3 separate regions of the Gossypium hirsutum genome follow, and all the other regions are linked to region 2. A link is a contact called in public Hi-C data. All regions are on one chromosome and are shown on one strand. Each heading gives the region's core, a stretch centred on a gene start, on an enhancer-like site or on the middle of the called end of the contact. The rest is flanking DNA. Distances are from core to core; before and after follow the strand shown.

Region 1 (2,893 bases), core at 200-2,699, 300 kb after region 2:
TTTCTTACCTCGTACATATCCAAACAACACCCCTGCGCCTCAGAAGAAATCAGGTACTAAATCCTTGTTTTACCCACCATTCTTTTGAGGGCTCCTTTAAACCCTTTGAAACAACATATTTGCTCCTCAGTTTTTTTTCTTAAATCCATGAATTATTGAGTTTTCTTTTGCTTGGTTCTTATTTCTGTTTGAAACAGGTTGCTCAACAGTGCTAGTCCCAGCGAAGGTTGTTCAAGCTTTAAATCTGAATTTTGCTGATTCCAGCAGTCATGTTCAGCCACATCTCAAAGCTAGCTTTGCCCCAAACTATGGTGAGCCTACGGATCACACCATTTTTGCACTTCCGAAAGCTTAACTGAACCAAATTTAAGTCATTGAATCCTGATTGTTCTAAATTATGCAGATGCTTTGGTTGCCAGAAGAAATATACTATTGAACCAAACAAGGAGAAATTATAGAGCAGAAAGAGGCCTAAATCTTCCCCAGGAGTGGAGCTATTGAACCCTGGAAATTTTAGTTGAGAATTCTCTTAATAGTATTTGTTTTGTTGGGAAATTTGCAGTATAGTATTAGGTTAGTAGTTGATGTTGTAGGTATATCGTATTTTGGTTTATATAAGGAAATCAAGAATGTGATAATGTAGTTTAGGAACCAATAAAAGAGCATTTAACATATCTTTTATATGCCAATGATTCCTAACTAAGCATTAATAGTCAAAAACTGCTTCGTACCATTTCATACATTTGAGACACAGAAATCATTTTGGATCCTTTTCTAACAAAGCTTCAAGAACAACAGACTTTGGATTCTTCATTGGAGGGCCTTTTTCTCTGCGTTCAAGCTCGTCCAGTCGAAACGTGATCAATCTATCCCAGTTTCCACCTTCGAAAAGAACCCCTGCTTTCCCATCAGTGATCCGCTGCACAATGCCGCAGTACATGTAGAAGGGGTTGTTCGGGTTCTTAACAATCGCGATCATTCCCGGCATTAACAGTGGCAACTCCGGTGATTTTGGCTTCCCAAGCCTAGCAATACTTACCGAATCGGAAACTGATTGCTTCGCCGGTGGTGGGTTTTCCTCAATGAACTTTTTCAATCCCTTTTCACCACCGGGGAACCCCCCGGTTAGCCCCATCATCTCCTTTTCGAAAGCATCATCTTGAACTGAGATTGCTGTGCTGTCAGAACTTTCAACATCTGTGTTACCAACTGATGAAGCTTCATCCACGTTTCTCTTTAGCTCAACTTCAATGCCTTTTTCTCCATTGCAGAGCCCCCTACCTCCCAAGATTTCAAATAGATCAAACTTGGCATAGAAGGCCTTTTTAGGCTGTTTGGCAACCGAGAAAAATGGTTTATAAGGACGATGGGTGATGGGGCTTTTTCCTAGGAAATGAGATTGAAATAGAGAACCTTGAAGGGTTGGGAGAGTGATGGCAGAAGAACCCATGGTTTGGTTCAGAGTCCAAGTGGAGAAGTAGCCCTTTTGTAGATTCTAATCCTAACCACAAATGTTTTCTATTGGTTGCTGATTTTATCTTCATACTATTCGTCCCACTATACATTATAAATATCCAATTCATTAACAACCGCACATTAAAAAAAATAAAATAATTTATTGAATTTTTGTTTGTTTGACATATGTATTGTTGTCAATGCAAAAAGATTTGGTTTCGAGTGTGCTAAAATTCATTATACTCCTATTCGTAAGTTAAGAGAAATTATAATATTGTGTCAAAAAGAGCAAATATGATCAGAAACAAAACTAAAGAATTTAAAGTTATTAATAACATGAATATTAGTCTTCATTTTATATATATTTTTAATGAGGTATGTGATTAACCGTTTCATTATATTAAACTAGAAAGGTACTCGATTCTGCTGCAGATGTGTAATCAAATATAGGAATAATGTATTAAGAAGTTTTACGGGAATGTTACTTTGGATTCCAACAAAATTAGCGTAAGATGGTAAAATGGATGATAATTAAAACAGGAGAATGGCGGGAGACCATAAGCGTTTATGGAGAATGCAAAATGAAGGAGAAAATCTGGAATCAATTTTAAAACAATTAAAAAAAAACTATAAATCTTTTGAGCGAAAGAAGAATTGACTTTTTTTTGTTAATTATTTTATGAAATTGGAGGTTTATGTTCACAATGTGACTTAATATAATTGGTGGTAAGGATTAGGATCGGAATTTGATATCTAATTCATTAACAACTGCACATTATAAAACAAATCTAAATAATTTAGAGTTAATATTATGGGTATTTAAACGGTTAACCAAACTAATCGAACTTTTTAATCCTTCAACCGTTAATTGAATCGAATTTAAAAAAAAAATTAAACGAACCGAAATTTATATGTTTTTTTTTGTTAAAACAAGTTTAAAATATATATAAAAAAATTAATAATATTCATTTGACCAAATTAACCGATTTAACTGTAAGGTCCCAAAAATTTGAATGTTCGTTTGTTAAATTTGATCAATAAGATAAGTGTTTGATACCTTGGTTTAGAGCCTTAACTGTGTGTTTAAGGTCAAGTATTTAAATCTATCTTTTTCAAATCTTTACTACTTGTTTTGACTTAACCCTTAACCTTGAACTTTCGACTTAAGTTTATTTTTGCGTTAACTTGTGTTAAGAATGAGCCTACTAGTTTAATGGTTAAATTTTTGTATGCTTTTTGGTCTTGTGTTCGAATCTCTACATAAGTGAAAAGGGAATGTATTTTTTTATTTTATTTATTTTTCTACTCGCAATTAGTTATTTTAAATTAATTAAATGGTTTCCTTCTTTCCCTTTTTCTTTTTATGTTTCTTTTTGTTTTTGTTTTTGTTTTTGCTTCCTGTCGTTCCTCTCATTTGCTTGCTTATTGATTTCTCTCT
Region 2 (2,853 bases), core at 144-2,643:
ATAAACAAGCCAAAAGTGGAACAATCAAGCCCTTCAAGGGAAATTGAAACACTTGTGCAGATAATTTCACAGGCATAAGGAAATCGGAGAAAAAAAACCCAATAAGAAATAAGTCAAAAAGAACTAAATTAACCAACGAAACTATCAATTGAAGTAGCGAAAAACAATATCTAAAAGAAGCAACTATCTAAATTACAGGGGAAACCCATTAAAACACACACACACACACACAGAGTTCAGACTCTTGCTTCTCCAAAATTAACTAGGCCTGGTTAAGGAACACGTTTGGGCGCATAGGTCTTTTCCATCTTTTTTTTTTCTTATTTTTACCTTTGGGGTTTTCTTCTCTTCATTCTTGTGCAAAAATTGAATAACTTTCAAAGCAAAGCACAAAATTGCAGAGATAGAAAAGAAAAATAAAACAATTAAAAAGAAAGGAGAGAAGCTGAGAGGGAAGCAATTCACCGATTTGCTAGTAGAGAGAATACAGGATCATTGTTGTGAAAATTACTGAAGTTTGTGAAATTTTGTAAATATTGAGGGCTAAATGGCTAGATTTAGGATCAAATTGATAAAATGTATAAATATTGGAGAGTTAAATTTATTATTAGACCAATAAAAAACCACCCATGTCAGCTTTCTATTAAGTATTTAACAGGGTGACTAAAATTTTAAAATTTAAAAAATTGATGATAAAATTGAAAGTTTTTTAAATTGGGTGATCAAAATGGAACATACCTAAAAGTTGGATAATCACCTAGCTAATTTATCCAAAGAGAAATTACACAAAAGAATTGAGGTTTCATTGATTTTCTTTTTTAAAAATGTATGGTTTTCTTAATAAGATTTGCTGTTTCGGTTAACATAAATTCAACCTTTTTATGCAACCTTTCATTTTTATATTTAGATTTTGACACATAGATAATAACATGAATAATAAATAAATTTAAATATTAAAAATTGTAAATATAAAATTAAGGTTGGTTGAAATTGGATCAAATTTATCGAAATTAGTGAAATTTGAAATTTTTAATAATTTGTTTGATTAAAATCGTAATGGACACGTGCTTTCTTACACATAAAAATTATATTCCAACTTTTCTCTAAAGAATATCTAACAATAGTTTCCATGGAATGAATAATCAATACAGATGCTAAAAACAACAATGCTTTCGAATAAGCATAAGTAATCAAATGAAATAAAGCCGCTTGTTAAGACCCCATGCCTAGAGTTAACATCATATAATCCAGTTGGGACATTGTAGAATAGGCTAAACCCGAGTGGATAAAGTTAGATTTAGAGAATTTATGGGTAACTGCCCAATCCCAGACCAAATTAGGCCCAACAGGGGAAGCTTTTGAATATAGCCCATCAGTACCTCAACATCAATGCTGCCTTTAAAATAACCTAAAACCCTCTTCACGTACTACAATCTAGCTGTTCCCAAAACCCTAGCAACCTTTCTACCCCATGGCTTTCACTTCCATTCTCCGGAAAACAGCTAACTCCTTAGCACCACTCGCTATTCGACTCACCCGAGTCCAGAGAAATTACCACTCTTGCATCTTCACGGCCTTGAACCATGGATTCCAGCCTCAGCAACCTACTGTGAACCGTTTTTACCCAAACACCCTACATTTCTCAACGGCTGTTGATTCTCAAAAATCCGCTTCTGATGAGTCTCTTCTCCGAGTTATTGAGTCTGAGATTCAGTGTGCCGAGGAGAGTGATGAATATGATCAGGTGAGTAATTAATTAGTTTTTCTTTTCCCCATTTTCTTTGTCATTTAGGGTTTGTACGAAAAGTAAGTGGAAAAATAGAAGTTGGATTTTGGGTGTTTTACAATCAAAATCGTGTCAACTGAAGACTTGTAGGGATTGAATTCAAGAGCTGTCTTGGAACATGGTAACACTCATTGTAGCACTTATATCCGACCCGAGAAACATAATTAGAAGCTGCTTTTAGTCGTTTACAATATGGTTATTGAGAGAATTTGTGGGGAAAAAAAACAGAACAATCGCTTAATAGCTAGTATTGATGTTAAGTTTTCAAGCTGAAAACAATGCTTTATTTTGAATTGTCTTTTAATCATTTAAAAAAAATTTGTTTCTTCACAGGCTGAAGGAACTCCAAGTGAATTCCCTTTCAAAATCGAAGACACTCCTGGGCTTCAAACCATAACATTAACACGAGAGTATGATGGTGAACTCGTCAAAGTTAATGTTCACATGCCTGATCTTGTCACTGGTGAAGGCGAAGCGGATGATGACAATGATGATGACACTGAAAAGCCTAGTAAATCAAATGTCCCATTGGTTGTTAATGTCTCAAAAAAAGATGGTCCGAGTTTAGAGTTCAACTGTACCGCTTACCCTGATGAGATTACCATAGATAGTTTGTCCGTTCGAAATCCCAACTCGGAGGATGAACTCGCCTATGAAGGCCCAGATTTCTAGTAAGCCTGTTCGATACATTGTGAAATTGGAATATTGATTTGCATGGAATGCGATTACTAATGTTCTTGTTTTGCAGTGATTTGGATGAGAACCTGCAGAAGGCTTTTCACAAGTATTTGGAGATCCGAGGAATCAAACCGAGCACCACAAATTACTTGCACGAGTACATGATTAATAAGGATGGCCGGGAGTATATTCTGTGGTTGAAGAACCTCAAGAAGTTCATTGAAGAATGAATAGTTTATGAAAAATGGTAAGGTCAAACTAGCACCGTTCCAAGTTGTTGTATGAACTAAGATACGAGTAGTTTTACCTATTTTTAAAGAGATTAGGTCGTCTTTTTGGGTTAGAATTCGGTCCATTTCCGGTACACATTCTTCATTATCATTCACATG
Region 3 (2,884 bases), core at 290-2,789, 450 kb after region 2:
TGGAGAATTGAATCTTTGGTGTCGCTTGCTCGGCAAAAACTTGGAAGATCTCGACATCTAAGAAAAGCTTCCATGCCTGGAACACTTGTTATTAGTCGATCCATATCTTCATTTCCTTCCACAAACACATGTAGCTTTGTCAGAGGCCTTATTTGATATCAAAAATCACATGTGTATGTGTGGAAATACAGATTTACAACATAGATATGTACTTAAAAATAAAATATTAAAATTTAAATAGCTAAATATATTATCATATGTGTAATTTCATGACAATTTATTATTTTTACATATTACTCATTAAAAGTCTAATTAATAGATTAATGACTGTTATTTGTATTAAGATTGAAATTTTAAAATTCGAAAATGTATAAAAATTTAGAATGATCCAAATGAAGAAAATAAACTAAATCGGCAACTTTATGAATAGTACAAGACAAGTAATTGAATTTAACCAAATAGATTTAACTACTACTGTTTAAGTAAGAACTAAAATTTTATATTAAAAAAAATTAAAATTGACTAATTTAAAAAATACAAAGACTATATCTATAACTTTTAGAAAGTACAAGATTAATAGCAAAATTAAATTATATATAAAACACGGTGAGGTGGATCCACACCGACTAGAAATTTTATTAAAAAAATCGACCCCTATAAATTTGAGACAAATCAAAACAGGGATATTTTCGCATCCTACTGTTAACCCAAACTCTAATTATTAGTGTAGAATTTTCATTTATCTTCGCTTACAGAAGACACTGGATTCGAACTTCAAGTTTAAGAAATAGCGTCTTATGATTGATGGATGAGTTAAGTTATTAAACTCAAACAAATTCATGGAAAAGAATAAGAAAGGAATAATACCTTTGATAGGAAGCTCCCCGGCATGGATCATATCAGGGATTGCAAAATAAGCCCAGAGACTGCAAGCACTAATGGTACGAAACTGAATGATGGGAATTCCAAGGTCATCAGCAATATCAAGTGCGATCCCTAAGACCCCATCTCCTATAATACAATCCACTTTCGGCTTACTATTAACCAGCATATCCTTGAAAAGTGGTTTGGTTATCAATTCCAAACCATCAAAGAGCTTCCTCACAAAATCACCGCCTACTCTGGGATGATCGTTAGGGACACCATCTAATATGGTCTTGAATTGGAATCCCGCATATTTGGCGAAGCGGGAAAGAATATCGGTGTGACGAAGAAGTTGTTGATGGATGAAGTGGGAGTTTAGGAAGGTGACCTTGAGGCCTGCATGTGCTAATAGCTCAGCTAGCTTCAGCATGGAGTTGACATGGCCTTGTGCCGGGAGAGGGAAGATTAGTACATGAGATGATGATGTGTGTGGCTGTTGTTGTTGTTCTTGCGCCATTTTCTTTTGCAAGATTTGATTTTTTACAACTTGGATTTTGCTTCTACTTGCTTTATGATTGAAATACGGCAATAGAATAGGACCATTTGGTTCGCTATACCGAGTGAGAGAGCCAATAGAAGTACGGTGGCACATGGTGAATGGGAGATATGTGACCGACAGGATAGTTGATAGTTACTAGAAGGATAACGTAGTGAAAAAAAAAAGATATTTCTTTTAAATTTTTTAAAATATAAAAATTGTAAAACTTAATAAAAAATCATAGAAATATAAAAATCATAACAAAATATAGAAAATAAGATAAAAATTACAAAAAAAGATAATAAAAATTATTTATGACTTAAAAAGGGTAAAAAAAATAGCCCACTTGGATGAAATTGAACAATTTCTCTCTGCTCATTATCTACTATTTGAGCTTCAATTAATTTTATTTTATTTTGATAATATACAATTAAATTATTACTATTTACCTACCCATAGTAACAACATACCCACATCACACATTTATCTTCTTCATTAACCACTTCAACATTAAAAAAAATTAGACAAATTACAAAACATGCTATAATTTTAGAAAATATTTTTCCCTAAAAACATGGTACAATAAGAGCTTTTCGAAAACTGTTAGAGAATGCTTAGACAAATTTGAAGGAGAGAAAGCTTTCCACGTGATTATATTTACGAGCTTTGTTTCATAGTGTTAGCACTACAATTTGGGGTCAACGTTCGATCGAATCGAGTAAAAACATTTTGAGTTAATTGAGTTTACGAGTCTTACTTTATCATCCTCACTCAATTTGAAATTTTTTCAAATCTAGTCAAGTGAAATAAAATTTGAATCGAAATTTTCGAGTTAAATTAAAGAAAATAAAATATGTTAAATAAAAATATTGTTATATTATAATTAATTTTATGTTAGAGCACATAAATTTGAAACCATATATATTTAAAAAAATTCAAAATAAAATAATAAAAAAATAAGATACTTGAGTATGATAATTTTAAATCATTAATTAGGTCCATAAAATTATTATTTTAGAAAAATTTTATATATTTTTTAGAATTTTTTAAAATCATTATATTTTTTTAAAATATAAATTTTCAAATTTTTATAAATATTTTGAAATTTAAAAATTATTTTGAATTATTTTGTAATTTTTGTTGAGAGAGAGACCAATTTGCTTATTTTTAAAATTGACAAGGACCAAAAGGGGTATTTACACCAATCTGTTATTCAAATGATTCGAGTTATTCGAATTGTGAAATTCAAGTCGACTCGAACTCGACTCGAGTTATTCGATTTGACTCGAATAATTCGAATAACTCGATTCGATTAACTCAAAATTTGAAAAAATCGATTTTTTTTAATCAAATCGAGTTTTGCTTATCCCTAACTATGACAGGGCACCATGCAAGTAGATTTGGGAGAAATTTGAGAGTTTTTAATCATTTTGTTTGATTCGATTAAGTTTTGTTGAATTCAATTTATTTTTTGTTCGTAAA

Evidence for each region. A called contact is a pair of places that touch in the nucleus more often than the background predicts.
Region 1: a Hi-C map of leaf shows a contact between it and region 2, with 1.7 times the contacts expected there. The contact joins the promoter of LOC107955147 here to the promoter of LOC107955141 in region 2. A contact is called at or near these places in 3 of 34 Hi-C or Micro-C datasets (all in leaf).
Region 3: a Hi-C map of leaf shows a contact between it and region 2, with 1.9 times the contacts expected there. The contact joins the promoter of LOC107955149 here to the promoter of LOC107955141 in region 2. A contact is called at or near these places in 2 of 34 Hi-C or Micro-C datasets (both in leaf).

Annotation. Positions count from the first base shown.
Region 1 is chrD04:12,386,207-12,389,099 of Gossypium_hirsutum_v2.1, forward strand. It overlaps LOC107955147 (NAD(P)H-quinone oxidoreductase subunit S, chloroplastic), which reads right to left and starts at 1,450. Exons shown (of 1, transcript XM_016890872.2): 1 at 644-1,450. The coding sequence starts at 1,450. The coding sequence ends at 758. It overlaps LOC107955146, which reads left to right. Exons shown (of 5, transcript XM_016890871.2): 3 at 1-53; 4 at 198-311; 5 at 404-672. The coding sequence ends at 501.
Region 2 is chrD04:12,088,012-12,090,864 of Gossypium_hirsutum_v2.1, forward strand. LOC107955141 reads left to right here and starts at 1,394. Exons shown (of 3, transcript XM_016890868.2): 1 at 1,394-1,744; 2 at 2,120-2,457; 3 at 2,535-2,853. The coding sequence starts at 1,472. The coding sequence ends at 2,694.
Region 3 is chrD04:12,540,546-12,543,429 of Gossypium_hirsutum_v2.1, forward strand. LOC107955149 (7-deoxyloganetic acid glucosyltransferase) reads right to left here and starts at 1,540. Exons shown (of 2, transcript XM_016890874.2): 1 at 868-1,540; 2 at 1-115. The coding sequence starts at 1,516.